2 separate regions of the Mus musculus genome follow, and region 1 is linked to region 2. The links are chromatin contacts, called in public Hi-C maps. All regions are on one chromosome and are shown on one strand. Each heading gives the region's core, a stretch centred on a gene start, on an enhancer-like site or on the middle of the called end of the contact. The rest is flanking DNA. Distances are from core to core; before and after follow the strand shown.

Region 1 (5,345 bases), core at 1,584-4,083, 150 kb before region 2:
CCAAAGACTGTACCTGGGTTATTTCCCTGGCGTTCTTCTCGGGCTCGTGCAACCTGAAATGGAAAGAGACTCAGATAAAAATATCTATCTGAAGAGCTTATGCAAATCAACCAGAACCACATTCGGGACCTGCTTCCTACGTGAGCGGAGGAGGGACCGTAAGCGCTTATCAAACGTCTGGACACAGGAGCCAGGCTCACTGAGGGAATTCTAAACAAAGCACACGGGCTTTTTGAAAAGCTTCTGTTGGAAGGATCTCTAGAAATGATAGTGCTGGAAAGGCCCACGGTAGGGAGGGTGGGATGAAGAGGACTTCCACCCGCTGCCGTGGGGACAAACCAGGCCAACCCTTCCTGGAGGTGGTGGACAAATCACGAACAAGGATAATGCTCCATCTTTTGAATCATAACTGCACCTTTTGGGGGGATTGAATATACAGAGGCCTGCGCCCTGGACAAGATACAGAAATAAGTTTATGTCCTGGGGCATAAACTGTCCGATGGGCAGTGGGTTTTTTTTTTTGTTGTTTTGTTTTGTTTTTGATTTTTTTTGAAATTAGCATAAACTAAACTCTTCTGTGTTCAAAAAGTAGATGAGAAGTTTCCATTTTATTTTTGTGGTGCTGGGGACAGGGTTCAGTGCCTTGTTCATGCTAATAGAGTGGCATGTCTGAGTCACTGAGTAAGGCACTCTCAATGAAAATGTGCGGGAACTGGAAAGAAAATGCGAGCAACGGTGATCTGCAGAGCCCTGCTTCTTGTCTTCCCTTCCCACATTTCCCAAGTGTTCTATGTTATAGATAGACCTACGTATTGTTGTGAAAAGAAAAGGAACAAAATGCTGTGCTTAATAAGCAACAACAACCACTGACATACCCCTGGTCTCGCCATCAAGAGACCAGGCGTGGCTCCCTGGAGGGTCACGGTGAAAGTGACGAGCCAAGACGGGTTCTGTAGGAGTTATATCAATTTTCAAGCCAGAAACCTGGGTCACTCAAGCATGAACAATGGCAGAATGAGCAATGGGGCTTGGCAGCAGGGTGTTTGATAGAGCTGTCATGACTGCCTGGATCATAAGGTGCCCCATGTGGCCAAACAGTCCTCCAGGATCCAGGATGCAAAGACAGGGGATCATGCCGCTCTCTCCCCAGTCTCCAGTTCCCACCTTCTGCAGTCCCTGTTGCTTGTTTGGTTCATATCCAGTCACTAGACACACACACACACACACACACACACACACACACACACACACACACTGCTGAGCCTGCTCACTTAGCCACTCTTACACTGTCCCATGTCCCATGCATGAGGGCTGCAGCTGCTTTGCATTTTTCTGCTTCGGCGAGAGCCTTGGCTCACTCTCTCCTTCCTATGGTTACTATTGCTGGGATGAAACACCATGACTAAAGCAACCCGGAGAGGAAAGATTTTACTGAAATTATGCTCCCTCATCACTGTTATCACTGAAGGAAGTCAAGACAGTAACTCAAAGGAGGCAGGAGCTGGTGTAGAAACCATGGAGAAGTGCTGCTTACCGGCTTGCTCCTCATGGCTTGCTTAGCCTGCTTTCTTGTAGAACCCCAAAACACCTACCCAGGGATGGTACCACCCACAATGAGCTGGGCCCTCCCCCATCAATCACTAATTAAGAAAACGCCCCACAAGCTTGCTTACAGCCCAATCTTAATGAGGTATTTTCTCAATTGAGGTTCCCTCCTCTCAGATGACTTTAGCTTGTGTCAAGCTGGCACGAAACTATTCAGGACAAAGTCCTTACTACTTTTTCTCTCTGTCAACGTATATGTATCCTTTAAGACTTAACGATGTGTTTCCTCCCTGGAAGGCTTCACCAGCAGTGTTGGGTTGGTGTGGCTGCTTCTCTATGGCAACCTCACATCTTCTTGCATATCTTCCTCTCTGCTTTCTGTTCCTCCTTGCCACAATGCCTTAGCACATAGGCACAGGCACCCAACCTTGAAGCTAGCGCCTGTCAAACAGCCCCAAGGCCTCTGCACAGAGAACTCTCCCTTCAGATCTTTGAAGTCCTATTTTAACACTTTTCTTTGGAGACAGGGTCTCACTTTGTAGCCTGGGTTGGCCTTGAACTCACAGAGATCCACTCGCCTCTGCCTCCCAAGTGCTGGGATTAAAAGCATATACCACGGTGCTCGGCTGAAACCCTATTTTAAACAGCCTTATCTGAACCTTCACAGAACTCCCAAACTCTGTTCTCAGGAGGTCATTCCTGTCTTTCAGAGCAGTATTCCACACCGTAAGCATTTGTCTGTTCTGCTTTAAAATTGGCACCACCATTACTCACGAGGGATCCAGACGAGCGTGGGATACATCCTGGATTCTTCTCTTCCTTATACAAGCACCACAAGGCTAACCGGCCATCTCCAAAAGCTACATCAGACTCTGCTATTTGGTTATCTTATCGTGCTGGTCCCAGGTCCTCAGGCTGTGAAAGGTCTTGGTTTCTCTGCCTCCATTTCTTACATTTATAATGGATAAGTGAAAACCAGGGGTGTTGGCTCATCCCCATAATCCCAATACTCAGGAGGCTGACTCAGGGTTTCAAGTTTAAGGCCTGCCTGGGCTTTGAGACTCCCACTTCAAAACAAAACAACAGGAGAAGGAGGAAGAGAAGAAAAAGAAAAGGGGGAGGAGGAGAGGCACCAGCAGAAGCAGTTATTGCTCTGTACAGAAACCTCACCGTATACAGTGCAGTCCACTTCCACACTTCCACATCCTGTCTGGTGAGGTTCTGCACAGCCCTTCCCTGCCCCCTCTAGGCTTTCTTCCCTGTGCTCCAGCGAATGCAGCCTTACCAATGCTCCTCCCTCAAGCCCTTGGCATTAGCTATTCCTTGTCTAGTGTACTCTGCCCAGTAACCCCACACGGAAGCTCTCATCCACTGCTGCCTGCGTAGGGAGCACTCCCTAATCGCCCCTGGGCTCTGGTCATTTTGTCTTTTTTCCTAGCTCTTGCTCCACATCGATTATTAAGCTTCTAGCTTGCATGGCAAGCTGCCTCCCAAGGGACAACAAAACCCTAGCACCTTGTCCTGGGCTAGCCTATGGCTTACAACTCCCTCCGTAAATACTTGACGAATGAATGGTTGAGTGTTTTCTCACTGGGTTTCCCTAGTGCCACTCAAGTCTGGCTCCGAGCTGAGCTCAATCCAAAACAAATAAACAGCTGGGGTAGTCCTGGTATTCTGAGAATAAATGCAGTGAACTTGTCACAGTTAAACAATAGCCGTCCACATGAACCCCAGTGCCCAATAAAAGAGCAGACAACGCTCTCGTGTGGGCGGGGATAACTGTTCTGTCAGAAGGCTGGGCCCATGGCCAGCCAGCAGCCTGCAGGGTCCTTTGAGTTCAAAGGCACAGGATCCCCATCACCCTCTCTGAGGTGCTAGGCCCGTGTCCTACACCAGCACCAATGTCTTTCAGAAAGTATTTGATCTCATGCTGGGCTAGAGCCACCGCTGCCCAGGAAACCACCATTAAAGCTTGCTCCCCACCATCACTTTGGTCTAGAGACATGAAAGAAGCTAGTGATTTAGCTCCCTGGGTAGACTAACACTGGAATGATATGAAAGGGCAGAAAATGTCCTGCTTCTCTGGAGGAAGGACCAGGTGGCGGGAGGCAGCGGAGCATCAATGGAGAAATGCCGGTGTCGGTACCAGAAATCCTGCACAGACCTGGGCCATCTTAGCACCATACTGATACCTCAGATCCTGGCTGCCCCGACCACAGGAAGGGGAGCTGTGATAATCTCCTGGGGCAGGGGCTCCCAAAGGATGCCATGGAGTCTGGATCGCAGGCTCAGGTTGGGTTTGTGTGTGAACAGCCCCGAGGCTTCAGCTACTCACAAGTCTGGGAAGCCCTTGTCCTTCCAGGATATGAAGATGGTAGGATAGCAAGAGAAACTCACGCTCACCAGTGGGATGACATGAGTAAAGGGGCAGATGGGCGTGGGACACAGTAAGTGCTCACTAAACAGAAGCTGTGACTGCTGCTGTCATCTCATGGTGTCACTGTCTGCCAGAACTGACTATCTAACAAAGTAAGGCAAGTGAGAACAACAGAAAAACCAGACAGCGACCCCTCCCACAGGGAAGGAGTTCCAGGGACTCAGAGCTCGCAGGCGCTGCAGAGCTGAGGGATGTAACCACTCAGTCATTCTTTCATTCGCCTTTATAGAAAATTTACCCCATCCCAGGGATGCCACTCAAAGCACTAGCTGCTGGCTGTGAGCAGGAGGGACACAGTCCCTGTGCTCAAGAGATGTGGTTGAGAAAACACAGACAGGCCCAGAGCTGCTTCAGGCATACCAGGATGTCCGGACAGAGCATCAGAGGCTCACGGGAGGCCTGAGAGTACTGGCATCCCTGAGGAAGATTAGGTGAAAGAAAGATGCCAACTCCAGAGGAGTCGTTTGCAGAACCCACTGTGTCCCCAGAGCCTATACAACCCTGGGATGGCACGTGTGTGGAAGAGGCAATGTGAGTGGGCTAGGAGGAAAGCTGGAGCCCATATGTGGCAGGATGGAGGAAAGGCCTGTTTGAGGTCTCGGGGCTGGCCAGAACTAACAGTGTGTTCACAGGGGATAGGCCCAAGGCCTTTGGACTTGACCTTGAAGGCCCACAGAAAGCAACAGAAGGTCTCTGAGCAGATGAGAGAGACAAGTTTTGCTCCTAGAAAAGACTGGGCCAGGTGAAGGAATGTAGCAAGCAGAGTGAGGGTGAGAGAACAGGATTCCTGGGGGAGTGGGAGCGGGGTGGGGCGGGGGCAAGAGCCGGGGACAGTACAGTGATGTGCGTGTTCAGGGGTGGAGGCTGTGAGGTTGGACAGGGTCGTTCAGGAGGCTGCCAGGGAGACCAAAACAGGAGCCAGGTTCATCCCAAGGGGATTGTGCACTCTCTTGTTGGGCAGACATGGGCAGGTGAAGCTTCCCAGAGCCCCTGAAGGTAGGTGAGATACTCCTGCTATGTGCAACCACAGTTTCTACTACTGATGGTCCTCCAACCAGGACACAGACTCCTCCCTGTCCCCAAACATGAGTTGTCCTTGACACTACAACCAGTTCATCAGCAAGTCATCTTTAAAGTATAGCTAGAGTCTGACCACTTCTTAGCTCACATTCCCCTTGGCTCAAGCCTTCACCATCTGCTTAGAGCAGTCCAGTCATCCCTCACTGGCCCTTCTGGCTCCACCTCATCTGTTGCCCAGCTTCTACACATGGAGAAGGCGATACTTATAAAATAAAAGCTAGATCACATCTTTCCATGGAACCACGCGAGTTCTACAGTCGCAAGCTCTATACCACTGGCTTCT
Region 2 (4,951 bases), core at 238-2,737:
CACCTTAATAATTCTTGCAATTATATATCATGATATGGAATATTGAAAACTCAGATCAGATTAGATACCCATGTGTCTCCAGCTATGTTTCATGAGTATTTATTCTTGTCCCTATTTGTCTTGCACCAAACATATAGAAATTGTTCATTTAAAAAAACAAGTGACCTCATGATCTCTCTTCACTCATGAACTCAGAGTAACTAACTGTTCAGGAATTGCACAAGTTGAAGCCACTTGACATTCAAGGATGAAGGTCCTCAGAAGGTCCTGCCCCATAGCTGTAGAGATCCTGACAGCTTGATTCTGAAGAAATGAGAGTGAGTTTTCTTGAAGGGCATGGGCCTGATAGGTCAAGCATGTTCCAGTGTCCCACATCCATGAGGATGTAGGCAGCACAAATTAGACTGGCTGGATTATAAGACAAGAAAAGGGGGGCTGAAGAAATATCGTAGTGGAGGCAGAAGGATATGATGTTCAGGATCATCCTGTCTATATAATGAGTCCAAGATCACCTTGAAATTCTTAGGATTCCACCAACCAGCCAACCAATCAATCAATCAATCAAAAATCAATCAATCAATCAATCAATCTGAGTGACCCTGAGACAGGTGGATAAGTCAATGCCAAGATTTTTCCCTAGGCTTACTTATTGTTCCTGTCTAGTTATCCCAACACTGAAGATCACCACTGAAGACCCAGAGATCCAAGATCATGTGCATCAAAAAGTGAACCTGACTTGCCATGTAAACCACTTCTATCCCCAAAACATGGACCTCATCTGGACTAAGAATGGGCACAAGATCCCGACCATGGAACTTCCTCAGACCACCAGAAACTCTGATGGGACTTACTCTCTACAGCACACATTACAGGTAGATGCCATATTGAATAAGACTGACTTTGTCTGCTGGGTGATCCAGGATGACCAGCCTCCAGTTAAGAACAGCATCACCCTGGGAGCTCCCAGGAAGATCAGAGGTAAGTGCCTTGTTTCCTTCATGTCCTCAGGGCATTGTGGCTAAAGGGCTAGAGACTCGGGAACCCCTAATGAACGTGGAGAAAGGAAGCCCCTTCCCAGAGAGGATGCTCTTGAAGAGCCACTCCCACTGTATGCCCCTTCTTTCAGATACTTCCACCAAGAAATGACTCTCCTTTGCTGCCCTCATTATATTGCAAAATTTTCTCCTTAACCCTTGGTTGCAAGAAATTACCACAGTTAAGCTGGGCTCCAAATAATTTCTGGGAAGGCAATTAATCAAGACAGTGAATTCAGCTGGATGTTTCTAGAAATCAACTTTGAAGAGACCCAGAATTACTGACCCCCTGAGCCAGGAAAAAGAGTCACACAAGATAGGTGTGACACCCTCTTGTCACCTCTTTCTTTCTCCTCATTTTACTTTTTTTTTTTTCTATGCACACATGGTCCTGATGGTAATTTCTTCTGTTTCTACTCTATTTCACACGTTCGTGATTCGTAGTATTTCTCCCACAAGAGGGCACTGTGACATTGCAATCCAGAACTTCCTTGTTTCTGGGATCCAGAGAAACATACTTCATACTCTGACACGTTTATGCAGGTGTGCAGTCAGAGACAGATAGAGTAATAGGTAAGGCATAGACAAGCCAGGGGTAAGGCAGCATGTGGGCTTGCTGGGCAGCCCATTCTCATAGCAAGCTTCCACCTTGATTTCTATCTCGACCTATGGCAGAACCAGCCTTTTTCTGGTTGCTGTAAGAATTCTCAGAGGTAATAATCTCACTCACCTTTACATTTCTTTGGGTCCCATTTCTGTTGTCCAATAGAAATAAGAGAACTATCCATCCAATGGGACACACAGACCTGGGTGCTAAACTCCAAATGGATGGGTGCCTTTTGATGGGAAGCAAGTTGCATCATTTTTACAATTTTTTTTATCTTATTTCTATTGTAAGTGTATACATGACTGCTGCGTTAACTTCATTTCCACTCCGCACCCCTCCCCCAGCTCCTCCTACATCCCCCATTCCCCTTCAACTTCACGATCTCTTTGTGACCATCATATATGTATGCATACTTATATAAATGTGACTTGCTAATTAGTTCATACTGTGGATTTCCTTTTCTGTCTTATTTTTCCCCTACACCTGCACTCAATATATCTAACTGTCACTTGAAGGTGGACCTCATGACAGCATGGCATCAACAGTGACAGACACCACAGGGTCTGCTAGGGTCTCTCTCTCTCTCTGTCTCTGTCTCTGTCTCTCTCTGTCTCTCTCTCTGTCTCTGTCTCTCTCTCTCTCTGTCTCTCTCTCTCCATCAAGGCCTTTTTCTATTTAATGTTAACATATCTTTGTAGCTATGGCAAGCTTTCCCAAATCCCTTTACTCAACACCCTGGCTCCTAAGTATATCTACTCACATGCCTGTTCTGTTTGGTTAGTATCCTCAGAGAACCTAATGCATATTAGCTATGGAGCACTTACTGCATATCAGCCATGGAGCACTTACTGCATATCACCCACATAGCATTAACTGCATATCAGCAGCCATGGAGCACTTACTGCATATCAGCCATGGAGCACTTACTGGGTAGAAGTGTTTCCACTGATTGTTATCTCACACTTTGAGAGCTGGAAGGTGGCACGGGCTCTGATATGAGTGACAGCCAGCAGCACTAGACTTACAATGCAGCTGTCAGATTACAAACTAAACATGGTGTTTCTGTATGTCTCTCTTTGTCACCTGAGAATGTAGACCTTAGCATTGTCACAAAACGCTTCTCAAATCCTATTGGAAGGTATTTACTTTTCTTGAAATATCATATCTGTCTATACTATTCAGCACCCACAATCAAATACTTAAAACTTCGGTGATGGCTGAGAGCCCAGGCCTGTGGCTTTATAGTGTAGGCTCCTCTTCTGCATGCCTCCCTCCCCAGCTCTTGGAGGAAGAACAGGCTTATGTTTGAATTTGGCCAGATTTTGCAGTTGAATGGGTCAGTGTCAAACTGAAGGATAAGTGTGGCCAATGCTTGTCTGTGGGACTCCAGGTAAAGCAGTTTCCTTTCAAATTTCTTCCATCAATCAATGAGAGCTGCCAAGTGTCCTCTTCCTTGGCTCATGCATGGTATCTGAACACCAGGACAGCTTTTGCTGTCCAAGTTTACATATCCCAAAGCTGGGCTGAAAGCAAGACAGTATTAAAAATCACTGAGAAATATAGAACTAACCTCAGAGATGTAGCCTTTTTTCGCTAGGGGAGTATAGAAGGCATATATAGATTTTCGTAAGTTGATTTTTGTATTCTACCACTTTTCTGTTAACAATTTCTAGATGAATCTTTGGAACCTGTTATATATGAGTGTGATAACTCATATAAATGGTCTTCAAGACAAAACTCGGTTGCTGAACTCAATAGGTGCAGAAAAGGCCTTTGACAAAATCCAGCCTGCCTTTATTTTAGTTATAGAAGGAATTTATCATTATGTATCATCTGCAAAGAGGGACAATTCAGCTTACTTTCCTACTCTAACTCCTTTTATTTGTGTCTCCCATTTTGTTGCTCTAGCTGCTGCTCCAACCACTGTTTTGCAAGGGTGGGGAAGAGAGAACAACCCTATGTAGTTGCTGACTTTAACAGAACTGCTTCACGTTCTTCTCCATTTCAGTTGATGTTGGCTGTGGATTTGTCACGTGTTGTCTTTACTTTTGTTGAATTATGTTCCCTGATGTCCTTCTTATAACATGAATGCATGTTGAATTCTTGCTAAAAGACCCTTTCTGCATCTATGGAGACAAGCATATGATTTTTGTCTTGAAGATCTTTGATATGATTTATTAAAAAGGATGGATATATCTTACATATCCATCTTGCATGTCAAGGAGAGAGCCAACTTGATAGTGGTGGGTGTTTTTTTTAATACATGCCCACATTTAGTTTACAAGTAATTCATTGAGGAAATTTGCATCTATGTTCATCATGTATATTGGCCTGCAGTTTTTTAAAGAATTTATTTATTTATTCACCTCACAACACAGTATCAGCCCTTCCTCTCCTCCAAGCACCCCCTCATGCAAGACCTCCCTCCATTCCACCTTCCCCTATCTTTTGAGAAGGGGAAGTCCCCGCCCTCTGAGGATCAACCAACTCCCTGCACATCAAATCACTTCAGGACTGGGTGTATTCACTCTCATTGAGGCCAGACAAGGCTGTCCATTTAGGAGTGCTGGATCCACAGGCAGGCTGGCAACAGACTCAGAGACAACTCCTGCTCTGGTTGTTGGGGAACCCTCATGAAGACCAAGCTGCTCGTCTGCTAAATATGTACAGGGAGACTAGGTCCAGCCCATGCTTGCTCTTTGGTTTGTGATTCAGTCTCTTGGAGCCCCCAAGGGTCCAGGTCAGTTGACTCTGTTGGTCTTTCTTTGGGGCCCCTGTCCTCTTCATGTCCCTCAATCTTTCTCCCAACTCTTTCATAAGACTCCCAGAGCTCCATCTAATATTTGGGTATGAGTCTCTGTATCTGTTTCAGTCAACTACTGGGTGGAGCCTCTCAGAGGACAGTTGTGACAGGCTCCTGTCTGTCTGCAAGCATAACAGAGTATTATTAATAGTGTCAGGGATTGTTTCTTGCCCATGGGATGGGTCTCAAGTTGGGGCAGTCATTGGTTAGCCATTCCCTCAGTTTCTGCTCTTTGTCCCTGCACGTCTTGTAGGCAGGACACATTTTGGGTCAAAGGCTGGGTTGCTGTCCTTATCCTTCTACTGGGAGTCTTTCCTGGCTACTGGAAGTGACCACTTCAGGATCCATATCCTTCAGCTAGGAATCTCAGCTAAAGTCACCCCCCATATACCTTCTGGGCCCTCTCCCCAACACAGGTTTCTGGCACATCCTAGAGATTGCCTCCCCCAGCCAATCTCCCTTCCCTCTCCCCTGCTCTCCCTATATATGATCCACTCCACCCACTCC

What was found. Hi-C and Micro-C count contacts between places; a contact is called where the count stands out from the background.
Region 1: a Hi-C map of bone marrow-derived macrophages shows a contact between it and region 2, with 41 read pairs. The contact joins two enhancer-like sites. A contact is called at or near these places in 1 of 484 Hi-C or Micro-C datasets (bone marrow-derived macrophages), 1 of 115 datasets of contacts at active chromatin or transcription factors (embryonic stem cells) and 2 of 9 other capture datasets (adipose tissue and embryonic stem cells).

What each region holds. Positions count from the first base shown.
Region 1 is chr2:129,622,654-129,627,998 of GRCm38.p6, reverse strand. It overlaps Sirpa (signal-regulatory protein alpha), which reads right to left. Exons shown (of 9, transcript NM_001355158.1): 8 at 14-53. Among named protein-coding and RNA genes, the nearest start is that of Sirpa, 32 kb to the right of the region's middle. Within about 2 kb of position 2,833, at least 51 of the 459 cell types and tissues checked have an H3K27ac peak or open chromatin away from gene starts, as enhancers often do. A contact at or near this core is called in bone marrow-derived macrophages, where this site is marked.
Region 2 is chr2:129,468,662-129,473,612 of GRCm38.p6, reverse strand. It overlaps F830045P16Rik (RIKEN cDNA F830045P16 gene), which reads left to right. Exons shown (of 7, transcript NM_177653.3): 3 at 664-978. Among named protein-coding and RNA genes, the nearest start is that of Gm14040, 45 kb to the left of the region's middle. Within about 2 kb of position 1,487, at least 1 of the 459 cell types and tissues checked has an H3K27ac peak or open chromatin away from gene starts, as enhancers often do. A contact at or near this core is called in bone marrow-derived macrophages, where this site is marked.